Regions from separate parts of the Mus musculus genome. Here all the other regions are linked to region 3. Evidence: chromatin contacts called from public HiChIP or PLAC-seq and promoter capture Hi-C data. All regions are on one chromosome and are shown on one strand. Each heading gives the region's core, a stretch centred on a gene start, on an enhancer-like site or on the middle of the called end of the contact. The rest is flanking DNA. Distances are from core to core; before and after follow the strand shown. Region 1 overlaps Enox2 (ecto-NOX disulfide-thiol exchanger 2). Region 2 overlaps Enox2 (ecto-NOX disulfide-thiol exchanger 2). Region 3 holds the start of Enox2 (ecto-NOX disulfide-thiol exchanger 2).

Region 1 (4,361 bases), core at 1,861-4,360, 210 kb after region 3:
TATGATTTACTCTAAATCATCTAAACCCTCTAGGCAGGGAGCCAATGTGAGGGGAAAGGGATAGGAAATGTGGTAAAGTGTATAAATAAATCATATACATGTATACATGTATGGAAATATCATGATGAAAACCATTATTTTGTGTGATTATTATATGCTTATTAAAAATGACCCTCCTGCAGCTATTCTCCAAAGTACCTTTATTGATGGCTTAGCAATGTAGCCTTTTTTTTTTTTTTTTTTTTTTTTTTTTTTTTTTTTTTGCCTTTCGGGCAGTTTTCTGCTGAACCAGTAGACTGTTCTTTGGCCTGCCTGATGTGGCCTGCCTATGGCAATAGAATATACTTTGTCATAGATGACAAACAAATGATACATAATGTCTTTTGGTATTCCCCTGGGAGTTCAGATCTCCACTGTCATGAATGGTATTGTTGAACATACACTTGTCATTGAAAATAATAACTAGCATAATTAGAAGCTTCAAGTGGGAATCCATTGTAGGTTTGGAGTGGAGCTGCTTTCATCTACCATGATGTTTTGTGCAACTCCTATTCAATAACATTAACAGTGATGGCAGGACAGGATCTCCTCTTAAACAAATTCTCTGCAAGAGTGTTTTGCCAAAGAATTCCTAAAAGTCGGCTCATTGTCATATGAAAGGGGCAAGCATAAATGCCGTAACTTCTGGTTAAAGAACAGTGGTCTGGTCCAGTCATCCCAGATAAAATGAAGAATGAACCAACTGAGAATTATTCACTGAATATTATTTGCCTTTGTCTGGTATTTTCATCCTAAGACAAATGCCCTTAGCAGCTTCATAATGAACTGTGAGCTATGAAAGTAGAAGAATCTCTCACCACCATGGGTATTGTCATTCTAGAGATGGCAGTTCTTGAACTTGGCAGGCTAACTATGACAGAAACAGAGGAGTGTTTACATATCTCATGACCAGCCCCTTTTCTGCCAGAGACCTAACAAAGTTAGGTTGGTATTACTGTTTACATCTTCCACAGGTACAGGATACTTTCAAGGACAAATAGGGTGAGATCCTGAGAAAGATTACTGTATATCATAATGGTGGACACTTTATCAAGATCCAGTGATGTGTGTAACAGTATACCAAATGGAATTAATATTTCTCTAAAGCAAACTCAGAATGCTTCCAGTAATAGTAATCCCTCCCAACATACCATCTGTTTACATCTGGATGTGTGTTACTAATCTCCAAGAGGCTGTATGTGTTTCCACACTGCTACAGTCGCTTGTGGGGCGATTAGGGAAAAGCAAGTTGTCATCGTTCGGGTTGGACATGACTTAGTTATATACAGTATCATGGAAAATGTTTAAAATGTGTAAGTATTTGCCTATATAAAGAGGTATTCAACTTTAACAAAAGGTGTAAGCTGTATGATCCGTGCTCTACCATGCCTTTTCCCAGAAACAACCATATCATGACTTGGGAGCTGGTGACATGAAGAGTAACTAGAGCGTAGGGGACAAAAAAAGGAAAGGAGTGGCACCTTAGAGACATATCTCCCAAGGACTGTTCCATGGAAATTATACTTAGTCATTTAACATCCCAATTTGTGTGCATAAAAGCTATGATGGCATTTACATATAGAAATGTTTTAAACTATTTATAACATTTAGAAAATTCCCAAAGATCAAGGGCTTCAGAAACTTCAAAATAAAGATAGCATAGTCTTAATTCCCTGAAATGCACAAATATACAACCAATCATAAGGGGAAAAAAAGCTTATTTTAAAGGCTCCTTATTGTAAACTGTTATAACGGACTATCAGAGTGATAATGTTTATTCATTCACTCATACAAGCAATATTCGCTGAAGCCTGCTGTATCCGTGGTACTATGAGGAACCCTAGGGAGAAAGCAGGTAACCACAAAGATCCTCTCTCTGAAATTGGCTCCAATATTTTACAGAATCCCATTTTCTCCCTACTAAAATGTGTTTTCCCGTATATGCTGCTTCTTGATTGACAACAGTTCAAAAGCTTCCCTTCCATTTTATTAGTTTCTTCTTTCATTTCAGCATTCCTTTATTAACTCAGATTCTGAGCTCAGTCACAGTGTAGATCCAAAGGACTCAGTCCTTGCCTTGAGCTCAGACTCCATTGGTAGGGAAAATAAAATAAATACCCCTGTAGTACAATGTAGAAAGAGTCAGAGTAAAAACTTGTACAAAAGTGTTATTTTTAACCAGGGTGCTAGATAAACAATGTTGGTCAGAGAAGGGTCACAGAAGAGGAGACGTTTGCATCAAAGATAACTAGGAGCACATTGCGAATCAAGAACTAAAGAACACTCTGAGCAGTGGGAACAGTGTCAGTAATTGGGAAGTACGTGAAAGAAGAGGATATTCAGACAGGGCTGAACTACTAAGTTCAACCAGATCACCTTATTGCACAAAGATGTTGAAGTAGCTTATTAAAAAATGAATAGAGTATAAGAAAAATGACTCTACTACAAATAAAATGAATAACCGCCTGGGAAAATATAATAAGAATTGAAAGAGAAGACAGTGTAAGAAGGTAAATTAGAAGTCGTATATGTAAATCCTAGGACTGTAACTAGTCTCCAAAGTTCAAGGGAAAAAAACTGACCACATCAGTCTGAGGAGAAAATACACCAGCATTCCAGTCGTTGAGGAAAGGGAACCATGTATGTGTGTGTTATCTGTGCACGTGTACATCTTTGTGGTATATGAGAGTGAGGGTGCACATATGTGGGGATGCACATGCCTGTGTGCTGTACAGAGGCCAGAGGAAAACATTGAGTATCCTGCTTTATTGTTTTCTTCCTTACTCCCTTGAGAGTCCCTGGGGTCTCCCAGTCTGCCTCATTCCACCCTACACTGAGGTTAAAAATATACCACTAGATCATTCGCAGCGTTTACATGGATATGAAAGACCCAAATTCAGGCCCTCATACTTGTCCAACAAGCTTCTGCACTCACAGAGCCATTTTCCCTGCCCAAGAAGAAACATTTCACGATAATATTGTATGTTTGCAATATTATATTTCCAAAAAGGTTGTTTTATGGAGAGTTTCATATTTCAGGGTTCATAATAAATGAAATGCTTGAGTGCTCTCAGAGAACTGGTGCGTAGCCCATGACTAGTGAATATTATTTTCACTAGTCTGCTGCAAAATATAAAAATGAAAAATATAATGGGTTTTTTTGAAAGTGAATTTGCTTGACTGAAAAAAAATATTCTTTATTCTGACAGTATTGATGTCTTAAATTTTTTATTTTAAAATGTTCTGTCCCTTATGAACTACATGAATCACACATTGCTTAGACCCTCTGTTTTTTTTTTTCCCCACACATCTTTTCTTGGTAAATTCAAAAGTTAGCAGATATTGGGCAGTGGGCGTGGGGGAAAGAGGAAGTAGGAGAAAACCTGCGTCCTGCCAGAGTTCCGGTGCTCTGGACAGGCAGACACTGCTCTGCTTTCCACACGGCCCCGGGTGGGTGTCAGGCTGTGGGAAGCCACAGAACCCCAACTCAGTGGGGCGTGGACAAGGGGCAGTCCTAGGTACCAGGTTCTCACTCTCAGTATCCCAGACACAGCTGGACAGCACAGAAGAGCTGAGAACAAATGGAGGCCAGATGGAGGAGAGGGCAGGGAGAGAGGTGCCTGGGTGGTTCCTACACCAAGAGTCCTTGGTCTGGTCTGTGGCCTGGAGTGCAGGAAGGCCTTCCAGTGGGAGGTTAGATGCAGCTTTTTAGGGGAAAGCCTATACCATCGTTCAAGCAGGCCTTGATGAGCAGAGACAGTCTATGGTTTAGAGCTTTATTGTAGAAAGGCAGGGGGAAAGAGAGAAGGTAGAAAGAGAGAGACCAGCCATGGCCACGTGGTGGGGGGAGGGAGAGAGAGAAGGAGGGCTAGAGAAGAGAGTAAGAAAAGTAAGAGTTTAAAGAGAGCGAGGAGGGGCCAAGCAGCCCCTTTTATAGTGGGCTATCTTGCTGTTGCCAAGTAACTATGGGGAAGAACATACATGGCTATAGCCAGGTAACTGTGGGGGTGGAGTCTAGCCAGAATGCCAGGAGCTTGGGACATTGTCTATGTGACTGACAGTCACACACCTCTCCTGCAGAGACTGTTGGGGTGGTAACTTGGACAGGAGCCAGGGGCCCAGGAGACTTGATCGATTACCTTCTGTCCCATGTAGGTAGAAGTCACCACCCATTGGGTCACTGGGGTTCCAGACCTTTGCTCTAATGGAGACCAGGCTGTCTGTGCACAGCCCACTGCCCCACAAACACACACCCCAAACATGAGAACCTGAGGGCCCTGTTCACTAGAAGAGTGCCAGGGAGTTAAAAATCTTTAAGGGAT
Region 2 (4,494 bases), core at 1,479-3,978, 170 kb after region 3:
AATCCAGCAGCCAGGAGAAGAAAACAATAGTTCTACTCCTCAGGCTCTGGGGTTTACTTCTTTTTGTGTTTGTTTGTTATTCATTTGTCTTAATTTTTTAAAGCTTGAGGATGGTGTTAGTAGAGTTTAAGAAGAGAAAAACCGATCAAACAAGCTGTAAATCTCAGCAACTACCCAAAGGAGGCAAATGGAAAGGCGAAAGAAGAAAGGCCATGTCATTTGAGTTAATCCAAGATGGAGGTCAGCCACGTGGCAGGGAGAGAAGCATTAGGGAAGGAGTGAAAAGGCCCAGAGTATCATAGCAAGCACAGTTAGGCACTGGCCAGCATCTGAAAGCACTTAGTGATTTTATTAATATAGCCTAAGTTGTACCTGATTTTAAAAGCTGTTTCATAATGCTGGCTCCTATTAACTTTGCAAACTAAACTACCTATGTCTATATAACACAGGCTACAGTAATGTCATATTTTCTTCATTTCATTCCTGGATGATCTGTATTATTTTTCATTTTCATAGTTTCAGGCCCATTAGTTCAGCCATTCTGCCTCATAAAAATAGAGATATAATAATAAACCAGAAAATCACAGTATTCGCTGTCTCCTTGCTCAGATTATTTTTAGTATGTCATTAGTCCGTGTGCTGGTGTTCTCCATCACCTTAGCTTCCCTCTGATCTCCAAGGAAAACAGGTAAGCAACCTGATTGCATGTGGACTGATCCTCTTTGTTTCTCATAGCCTCCAACCTCTGCTCAGTTCTGCTGACTCTTCAGGAGAAAGTATATTCTTCTGTAGTCTTTCAAGCCTATGTAGAATAATTACTAGAAGTATGTCTTTTAAAGGCCTCATATTTATTAGAAAGCACAGTTGGCTTTAAGCACTGACATTGCCACAAACTAGCTTTGTAGCTTTAAATAAGTTATTTACAACCTCTCTATGCTTTATTTCTCCTGAACTTACAATTTTAAAACTAGATCATCTGTGTACATACAGTAGTGTTGAAATGATAATAAATAAAATTAAATAAAATAAATCCTTCTTATCTACTGTTATACTAAGCCCACTTTTAATACTGTAATCCCAATAAAGCCATACATTAAAATACCATGCATGATATGGTATTTAGAGAACACTATAGCAACAACTGGAGACAACCTGCAAAGTTGTCAGTTCATACGTTCAGTGTTTGAACACAGTTCTTAATGAAGAATCTGAGTAATGAAGTTGTATGGTTTTAAAATAAGGGAACTGTGAAAGCTTTACTGCAAAGCTGCTAATCTAGTGTTATGTCCAAGAATAACAATTAAAGGAGACCATCTTTACTTAAGAGACATGCTCTTACGTGGACTTAACTGGTCAGCACTTACTTTCCTAAGTGTTTGTATATCATCTCTGTAATAAGCCATTCTTGAAGTAGTGACAGCCAAGAAGTTCAGCAGTTTTGGAACCCAAATTTCCCATCCATTTGAAAAGGAAAGAGGGAGAGACCCAAGAAAGTTGTTAAATGTGGTTATAACCAATGATTTTCCAGCCTTCCTTTAATTCAAAATAAAAACCCTGGGCAAAGGACAGTTATACATAATAATGGCTGTTTAGATAAAAAATTAATTACTCTAGATTTTTCTTTTATTGAATATAGATATTTTTCTCACATAGTATATCCTGATTATGGTTTTGTCTCCTCTGCTCCTCCCCATTCCCCTCCTATCCAGATCCACCCGCTTTCTGTCTCTCATTAGAAAACAGGCTTCTCTTTTCCTCCTTGAATTGATTGCCTTGCCTATCCTCAATATAGGAGCTTTCATCTTGTTCTACTGACTCTTGTTTTGTCCTAGTTGGCTCTCATCTCTTGGAAGCCTGAAGAAGAAATAAAGGAGGACTAGATCTGGGGGAGGAGAGAGGTGAGGGGGAGCTGTGAGGAGTGGAGGATGAAGAAAATGTGCTGAAGATGTATTGTATGAGAGAAGAATATACTTTCAATAAAAAGAAAACTCAGAGTTCTAAGGGATAAAGAAAAACTTAAACCATTGCTAATGATTATACAATAAAACAAAGTAAAAAAAGATGAATAAGATAAAACAAGTAACACATTGGAATTGGATCAAGCAGACAGAAGGAAAGACAACATAGGAAAAGGCAAGAGAAACAAAAACCTACTGGTTCCCACACTCAGGAATCCCATAAAAACACTAAACTGAATGCCATAATATATACACAAAGTATCTACAGGGTAAAAAGAAAGAAGAAGAAAACATAAATAAGATAATTTTAAAAAAATGAGAAAGTGCTCTGGCACAATATTATGAGACAAGAATTCTTCAAAGCTGCCCTTGAGTTCGTTTTCTGTTGGCATCTACTGCTGAGCATGCAGCTGACCTTGGAGGAAACGAAGTTTTTTATTTGGAAGTGGTTATCAATTGGATGTTGTTTCTGGGTTAGGGACATTAGGGAGGGGAAGTATCCACTTCCCCTTTCAGTTCTAGGTTCCCAAGTGGTGCAGACCAGTAAAGGTCCTGTGCATGCTGCCTCGGTCTCTATGAGTTCATATGTGTGTCACTCTTGTTGATTTAAATAGCCTTGATTTTTTTTCTTTGGTGTCCAAAATCCCTTCTGACTCTTACACTTTATCCAATATCTGATTTAGGATTGAGTGTTTCAAGATCTCCCATTCTCTGTATAATATCTAGCTAGCAGTAAGTCTTGGCATTCATTCCCATCTGCTGTAGGAGGAAGCTTCTCTACTGATGAGTGAACAAGGCACTGATCTATGAGTATAGCAGAATGTAATTAGGAGTCACTTTATTCTTTATTGGGGAGGTTATTTTCTGTTTGTTTGTTTTCTAGAACAGTAAGTAGTATTTGGTTTAGCCCTACATCCCTGGGCTATCTAGTCTCAGGTTCTTGGTCACCTGAGCAGTGTTGGATATGAGTGAAGTGGGCCTTAAGTTGAATCAGGTGTCTTAGTCAATGTTCTGTTACATCTAAAGAGATACAGTCACCAGGCAGTGGTGGCACACGCCTTTAATCCCAGCACTTGGGAGGCAGAGGCAGGTGGATTTCTGAGTTCGAGGACAGCCTGGTCTACTGAGTGAGTTTCAGGACAACCAGGGCTACACAGAGAAACCCTGTCTTGAAAAACAAAACAAACAAACAAGAGAGAGAGAGAGAGAGACAGACAGACAGTTGACCACGGCAGCTTTTACAAAGGAAAACATTTAATTGGGATTGGCTTACAGATTCAGAGGTTTAGCCTATTGTTATGGCAAGAAGCATGATGACAGGCAGGCAGACATGATACTGGAGAAGGAGCTGAGAATTCTACATCTGGATTTGTAGGAGCGAGGGGAGAAAGAAAGAGGGGAGAGGGGAGAAACTGAGCCGGGGGGGGGGCCTAGAAACCTCAAAGCCTTCCCAATCTCCACTCCCTGTGACACACTTCCTCAAAGAATGACATGCCTATTTCTACAGGCCTACATCTGCTAATCCCCTACTCCCTAATGACCAAGCATTCAAATACATGAGCCTATAGGGGCCATTCTTTTCCACACAAACTTTGTGCCACCATTGTACTACCTTATCTTATAGGGTGATTGCCTGCCTCCTGCCTTGTGGCTGAAATAGTGTTGATGTTTCTCCTTTGGTAGCATGTGGAATACCCAAAATGCTAGCACATATAAGTAAGGGCTCTGTGTAGGCACCAGCCTGACTTCTCCATGCTCAATGAGTTGTGTAGGTGTTGTCCTCAGCCCTGTGGCCCTGGTGTCAGTTTGTGGAGAGAAATATAATCTTAGCAACACCCTGGCTTGTTTGGGGGTTCTCATGGGACTCTTTTGGCCAACAACTCCATTAGATGATATATTCTAGACTTTATAGATGGTTAGAACTATAGGACTTGGAACAAGATAATTTTCTTATTCACAGTTTGTCTCTCTTGAGTTCCTGCCATTTGAATGTTATATTGTTCATTGTCTCATACCCCTTCTAATTAGTGTATGCATCTGTTTATCTAGTACCAGAGGGAGGCTCATTGGTTGGTAATTACAACACTGTCCCTGGACTCCTATTTTTAAAATGTGTTCCACATTCATGACCTTCCAGGCTCAGGTAACAGTTGCTCTTTCCTGGAATTCTGTTGCCTATCATTGTTGGGACATATTATTTCCTTCAGTTTCCTTCATGTCAGGGATTTACTTCCTTGGAATTTCTCACACACTCCTTAGGATATGTGACTCTCTGCTTGAATGTTTCTGACATCTTAGGGGTAAGTGATGTTTCCCGGGTCTTGAGGACAAAATGTTCATTGGAACTTCTCATCCATTAGAAAGTATATGGCGGAAGGCTGGTGTACCAAGCATGGCATGCCTTTAAGAAATACTCCTTTGCAAAGCTGAGTGCCCAGTGGAGGCCGAGAAGGATGAACAGTTTTCAGGCTTGGGCCACTTTTGCTAGCACTTTGTTAAGTTCCCTTCAGCAGATCCCTGCGGTTCTCTCTCTGTA
Region 3 (4,150 bases), core at 107-2,606:
TCCAGTAGTGTGTTTTGCTTTTTTGAGTTTGTGTATTTCTTATAGTTTCTATTGCTGTTAATATCTACCCTTATTCTACTGTGATTCAATAAAATGTAGGATATTATTTCAAATTTTCTTTTCTTTGTTTGTTCAGTCTTGATTTGTGTCCTAACATGTTAATTTTGTAGAAGTTTCCATGGGCTGATGAGAAGAATATGTACTCTTTAGTGTCTGAGTGTAATTTCTGTAGATGTCTGTTCAGTCTATTTGATTTTTGATGTTGTGTAAACTCTAGAAATTCTCTGTTTAGTTTTCGTCCTGCTTTTTGGTGGGAGTGGGGTTTTAAGGTCACCTACTTTAAATGTGTTTGCATTAGTATGTGTTTTTAGATCTAATGTGTCTTTTATGAAGTTGGGTCTACTGGTGTTTATCCACCCATTTATTTACTGGTCTCTTGTTACATAGTTTTACTTAAAAGATGTTTTCTTGAAGATATGTAAGATATTTTTCTAGTTGTATTGTGCATCTGTTATGAGCTATAGCATTATACTAGTATATGGCAAAGCCATCAATCTTCAATACAAGAATACAGCTTAACTGCCTATCTATTTAGTAGATTTCTTTTGGTATCTCCACATCACATTTACATATTTAATTATGACAAGTCCTAAAGGAAAATATAATTCCCAATTAGAAGTACCTAGTTTTCTAATGACTCTAACAAAAGGCAAACTTTTACAAGGTATATTTTTAATTAAAAATTTAATCTTAACAAAACGGAAATGTATATGTTCATAGCACATGTGTTTAATTATGCATTTGAAGAGGCTTAGGCAGTAGGATTCTTAATTCAAAGCCAGTTCTAGGCTAGATAGCAGCATTCTTCCTTAAACAAAAAAATCAACCATACTCAGACTTCAAATGAAAATGTCAAATTATAATGCAATGCAAACATTCTTTCTCAAAACATAAATACTTTTCTAGTATTCAAAAGAATCTCGAACATTTATCTGTCTCTACAAGCTCTCTATACCTAAGCTTGAGGGTCCTTGCACACTAAACTACAATACCCATAACACTGTCCTGTATTTCAACTCAGGGTTTTCAGGAAGCTTGGTGTGAGAGGAATTGTGGGTATCTAGAAGAAAGCATTTTGACTTCATCTCCCAGAATCCTCTAGCATCCCTTGATACCTAAGCAAATATTGGATACTTCTGAGGAATAACAGTTTCCTGTGACCTCAAACTACATTTCCCATGAAGACACATGCTCGGGCCTCGCGGTTCTCTGATGCCCTAGCCAATGGGAGAGGCTTCAATAGTCACCTGGTAGGTTAGAGTCCAGCTATTGGGCCCCATTGCCTGGCCTAGGCCATCTAGTAGAAGGTGCACGGTTGGGAAGACAGTTGTGGGGCACACCCCACCCTGAGGGCACTCCGGGTCCAGGAACTTCCGAGCGGGTCCGATTTTCCGCGGCTGTTTAAGGAGTAGCGCTTCGGTAGCCGGGGAGCTGGAGGTCAGCGAGGCAGAAAGCCCGAGTGGCAGTGGCCGGGGACTGTGGGACCGAGGGGGTCTAGGGAGGAGGGTGCTTCCGGGGCCGCAATCTTTGGCGCCTAACTCCGCCCAGCCCGCTTCTTCATGGGTGGTGGGTGCCTTGACTGGAGTTGGGGGGCAGGCACCAGTTGCCTTAGCATCCAAAGCACAAGCACGTCCCCCCTCCTCCCAACTCTTCTCTTATTTCCTACCTCCACCCGCCCCTCTCCCCACCACCCAGCGCAGGCTCCTTCTTAGGATGAGAGAGCCTCCAAAAAGTGGCATCTGGATTCCCCTTCAGGCAGGAGTTGGGTGCTCTGTTCCCGCCTTTAATTTGTTGCTCAGCTCTGAGCACCTACCACTGCAAGTACACACACAAACCCCACTCGACCCCACCCTGCACCCCCGTTTCCTCTAGGCGAGTGGAAATTCCTTGCTAAACCCAGGGCTTGATTTTCTGTCAATTTCCATTTCTGCTTCCTGATAATGAGGTGTTCTCTCTCTCTCTTTCTCTCTCTCAATCTCTTTCTCTTGGCTCATCTCTTTTTACTGGCCTTTTTCAACTAGTCATTGGAGTGGAAAAGGTGTCCTTCAATTTCCAGAAGGGATAGGAAGCAGAAAAAAAAAGAATCTTACTTTTGAGAAATACACAATTAAGGTTCAGTACAGTGTTCTAGTGAGGGTAGAGGGCAAATTGGACCATTTAAAAACCTGGAGCATATTAAGGGCTTCCAGCAAAATCTGATTAACACCAATAGATAGAATTGAGAGGCTGCTTTGTAAAAGTTCTAGCCTAACTCAGAGCTTCCTGACGTCTTGAAACTTACTCTTTCCTTAGAACAATCCTAGTATGCTTTGTGGAAGAGGTTGCCTTTCATTTGGGCTCCAGTGGTTTAAAAGAGATTCAAAAGGAGCATAAGAGGAAGAAAATGCTTCTTGATGATGCAGGACTTGGCGAATAAGAAGTGGGGGATGGAAAAGGAAGGAGTGTATGACAGAGGCACACATGGTTCTAGAAGAGGTATCAGCAGGGATATATTGGGAGATAATACTAGGATAATATTGGGAGATCATAGTGACATGACAGGTAGAAGAATATGCAAAGTTTGAATTTATTCTGTATTGAATAAAATTAAAGACAAAAAAATTAAGACTGGGTGATTTTCCTTTTCATCCTAGGGGAACCTGATTTGAGATCAATTCTTGGAGAACACAAAGAAGTGTGGTGGTATGTTCCAGGTGTGAGTTTAAATATAAGGAGAAACTTTTGTCTTGTAGATGTTTTATTTGTGGCTAATCTTCGCCACAACCTGTATCTGTCAATTAGAAAGCAAAGTGCCATAAACATAATAAGAAATGAGTTTGCTGTCCTTGTGTAGCAGAATACCTGAATTGTAACCATCTGATTAGAAGACAGTATTGACTCCTATTTATTGAGCCCACATAATGTCCAAGAATCATAAGCACTTAGTGACACTGTCTGAGAGTCTTATATGTACTATTATTTCCACTATTTCTCTAGAAGAAGAAACTAAACTGGGTATTTTAAGCAAATATCTAAAGACAAATAGATTAGAGATAATCGAGGTGGAGTTTTGATGTACAAACTTCTGACTTGAACGCCCATGCTCTTCGCCCATGGTTTCCTAGTTCTGATGTGTATTTTTGTTCATGATTTTCCAACTGTGGCAAGGAAAGATTAAGGTACAATTGTTCATCCTGGAAGAAACCCAAATGAGTCATTTGGATTTTTGTGTCAGAGTGTGTCTGCTGTAAAGTCGTTGCCAATACCACATTAGATTAACTGTTATAACCATAGTTGATTATGCCTGCCAAAATTATAGTCAATGTTTCTTTTTCTAAATTAGATGATTCTATACAAAAAATTATGTCCAACCTTTACATCATTTGGGTGTAGACAGTTCTTTGGGTTTTATTTCATTTCAGCTTTTTCAAGGGGACCCAGGTTACTAGATGTCCTCTGGGACCCGAGTACACGTGAAATACAAGAAGATACAATCGAATACAAGGCCTGAACCCTCACTGGATTTCGGGGAGCTAGGTGACCACAGTTGTGAGGTACCATGGAGTAGAAGATTGTAGGAGAATGGAAACAGGTAGACAGCATTGTGATATGGTGAGGAAAGAGTAGCTAATCAGAGGAGGAGGTTATGGAAACGTCTTTTGTGAGGAGGTGACATGACAGGCCTTGAGGGAATAAGGAGTTTGCAGGGCAAAGAAGGGTAGAGAGGAGCCATTAGAGATAAAGGAATCACTCTGAACGATGTGTGTCTCTATAAGAGTAGAGTGTGAACAGTTCGTCACAGCTGGGTACAGATGTCTAGGATAAGGAAGGTCCAAGCAAAGCACGCTACAGCATTTTGAGCATGATTTTTGAAGAATCAGCTGTAATGGTACTGAATATGAATACACAGGCCCATTGGCTGTCCAAATGGGGTGCATAGACCAGTGGTAGTTATGTGGTGCTCTCACTCACATTTAAAAGTTCATTTGTTGCATACTTGAATGTATCAGAAAAAAAAAAACATCTGGATTAGCTCATCAAACCTAAGGTTGCATAGGACTTGATCTAATAAAAATAGAAACTACATTAGTCTTAAGTTGATCTAAGGACA

What was found. Promoter capture Hi-C pulls out the DNA fragments that hold promoters and counts their contacts. HiChIP or PLAC-seq counts read pairs in DNA pulled down with a chosen protein or histone mark.
Region 1: a contact with region 3 is called in a promoter capture Hi-C map of the HPC-7 cell line, with 4 times the contacts expected there. The contact joins the enhancer-like site here to the promoter of Enox2 in region 3. A contact is called at or near these places in 11 of 39 promoter capture datasets (the 3T3-L1 cell line, 3T3-L1-derived adipocytes, the C10 cell line and 6 more), 1 of 484 Hi-C or Micro-C datasets (myocytes), 3 of 115 datasets of contacts at active chromatin or transcription factors (the 230-238 cell line, heart atrium and large pre-B cells) and 4 of 9 other capture datasets (adipose tissue, liver, macrophages and 1 more).
Region 2: an H3K4me3 HiChIP or PLAC-seq map of bone marrow-derived macrophages shows a contact between it and region 3, with 3 times the contacts expected there. The contact joins the enhancer-like site here to the promoter of Enox2 in region 3. A contact is called at or near these places in 6 of 39 promoter capture datasets (3T3-L1-derived adipocytes, the C10 cell line, cranial neural crest and 2 more), 1 of 15 datasets of contacts at CTCF or cohesin (pro-B cells), 5 of 484 Hi-C or Micro-C datasets (the C10 cell line, the HPC-7 cell line, bone marrow-derived macrophages and 2 more), 6 of 115 datasets of contacts at active chromatin or transcription factors (astrocytes, bone marrow-derived macrophages, kidney and 2 more) and 3 of 9 other capture datasets (adipose tissue, liver and macrophages).

Annotation. Positions count from the first base shown.
Region 1 is chrX:49,074,375-49,078,735 of GRCm38.p6, reverse strand. The region is part of intron 4 of Enox2 (ecto-NOX disulfide-thiol exchanger 2); the gene reads left to right. Among named protein-coding and RNA genes, the nearest start is that of Gm35107, 190 kb to the right of the region's middle. Within about 2 kb of position 3,110, at least 15 of the 459 cell types and tissues checked have an H3K27ac peak or open chromatin away from gene starts, as enhancers often do. A contact at or near this core is called in the 230-238 cell line and the HPC-7 cell line, where this site is marked.
Region 2 is chrX:49,114,640-49,119,133 of GRCm38.p6, reverse strand. The region is part of intron 3 of Enox2 (ecto-NOX disulfide-thiol exchanger 2); the gene reads left to right. Among named protein-coding and RNA genes, the nearest start is that of Gm39513, 170 kb to the left of the region's middle. Within about 2 kb of position 2,728, at least 5 of the 459 cell types and tissues checked have an H3K27ac peak or open chromatin away from gene starts, as enhancers often do. A contact at or near this core is called in bone marrow-derived macrophages, where this site is marked.
Region 3 is chrX:49,285,448-49,289,597 of GRCm38.p6, reverse strand. It overlaps Enox2 (ecto-NOX disulfide-thiol exchanger 2), which reads left to right and starts at 1,356. Exons shown (of 16, transcript NM_001271447.1): 1 at 1,356-1,497; 2 at 2,694-2,753. It overlaps Gm39513 (a long non-coding RNA gene), which reads right to left and starts at 2,682. Exons shown (of 2, transcript XR_882305.2): 1 at 1,308-2,682.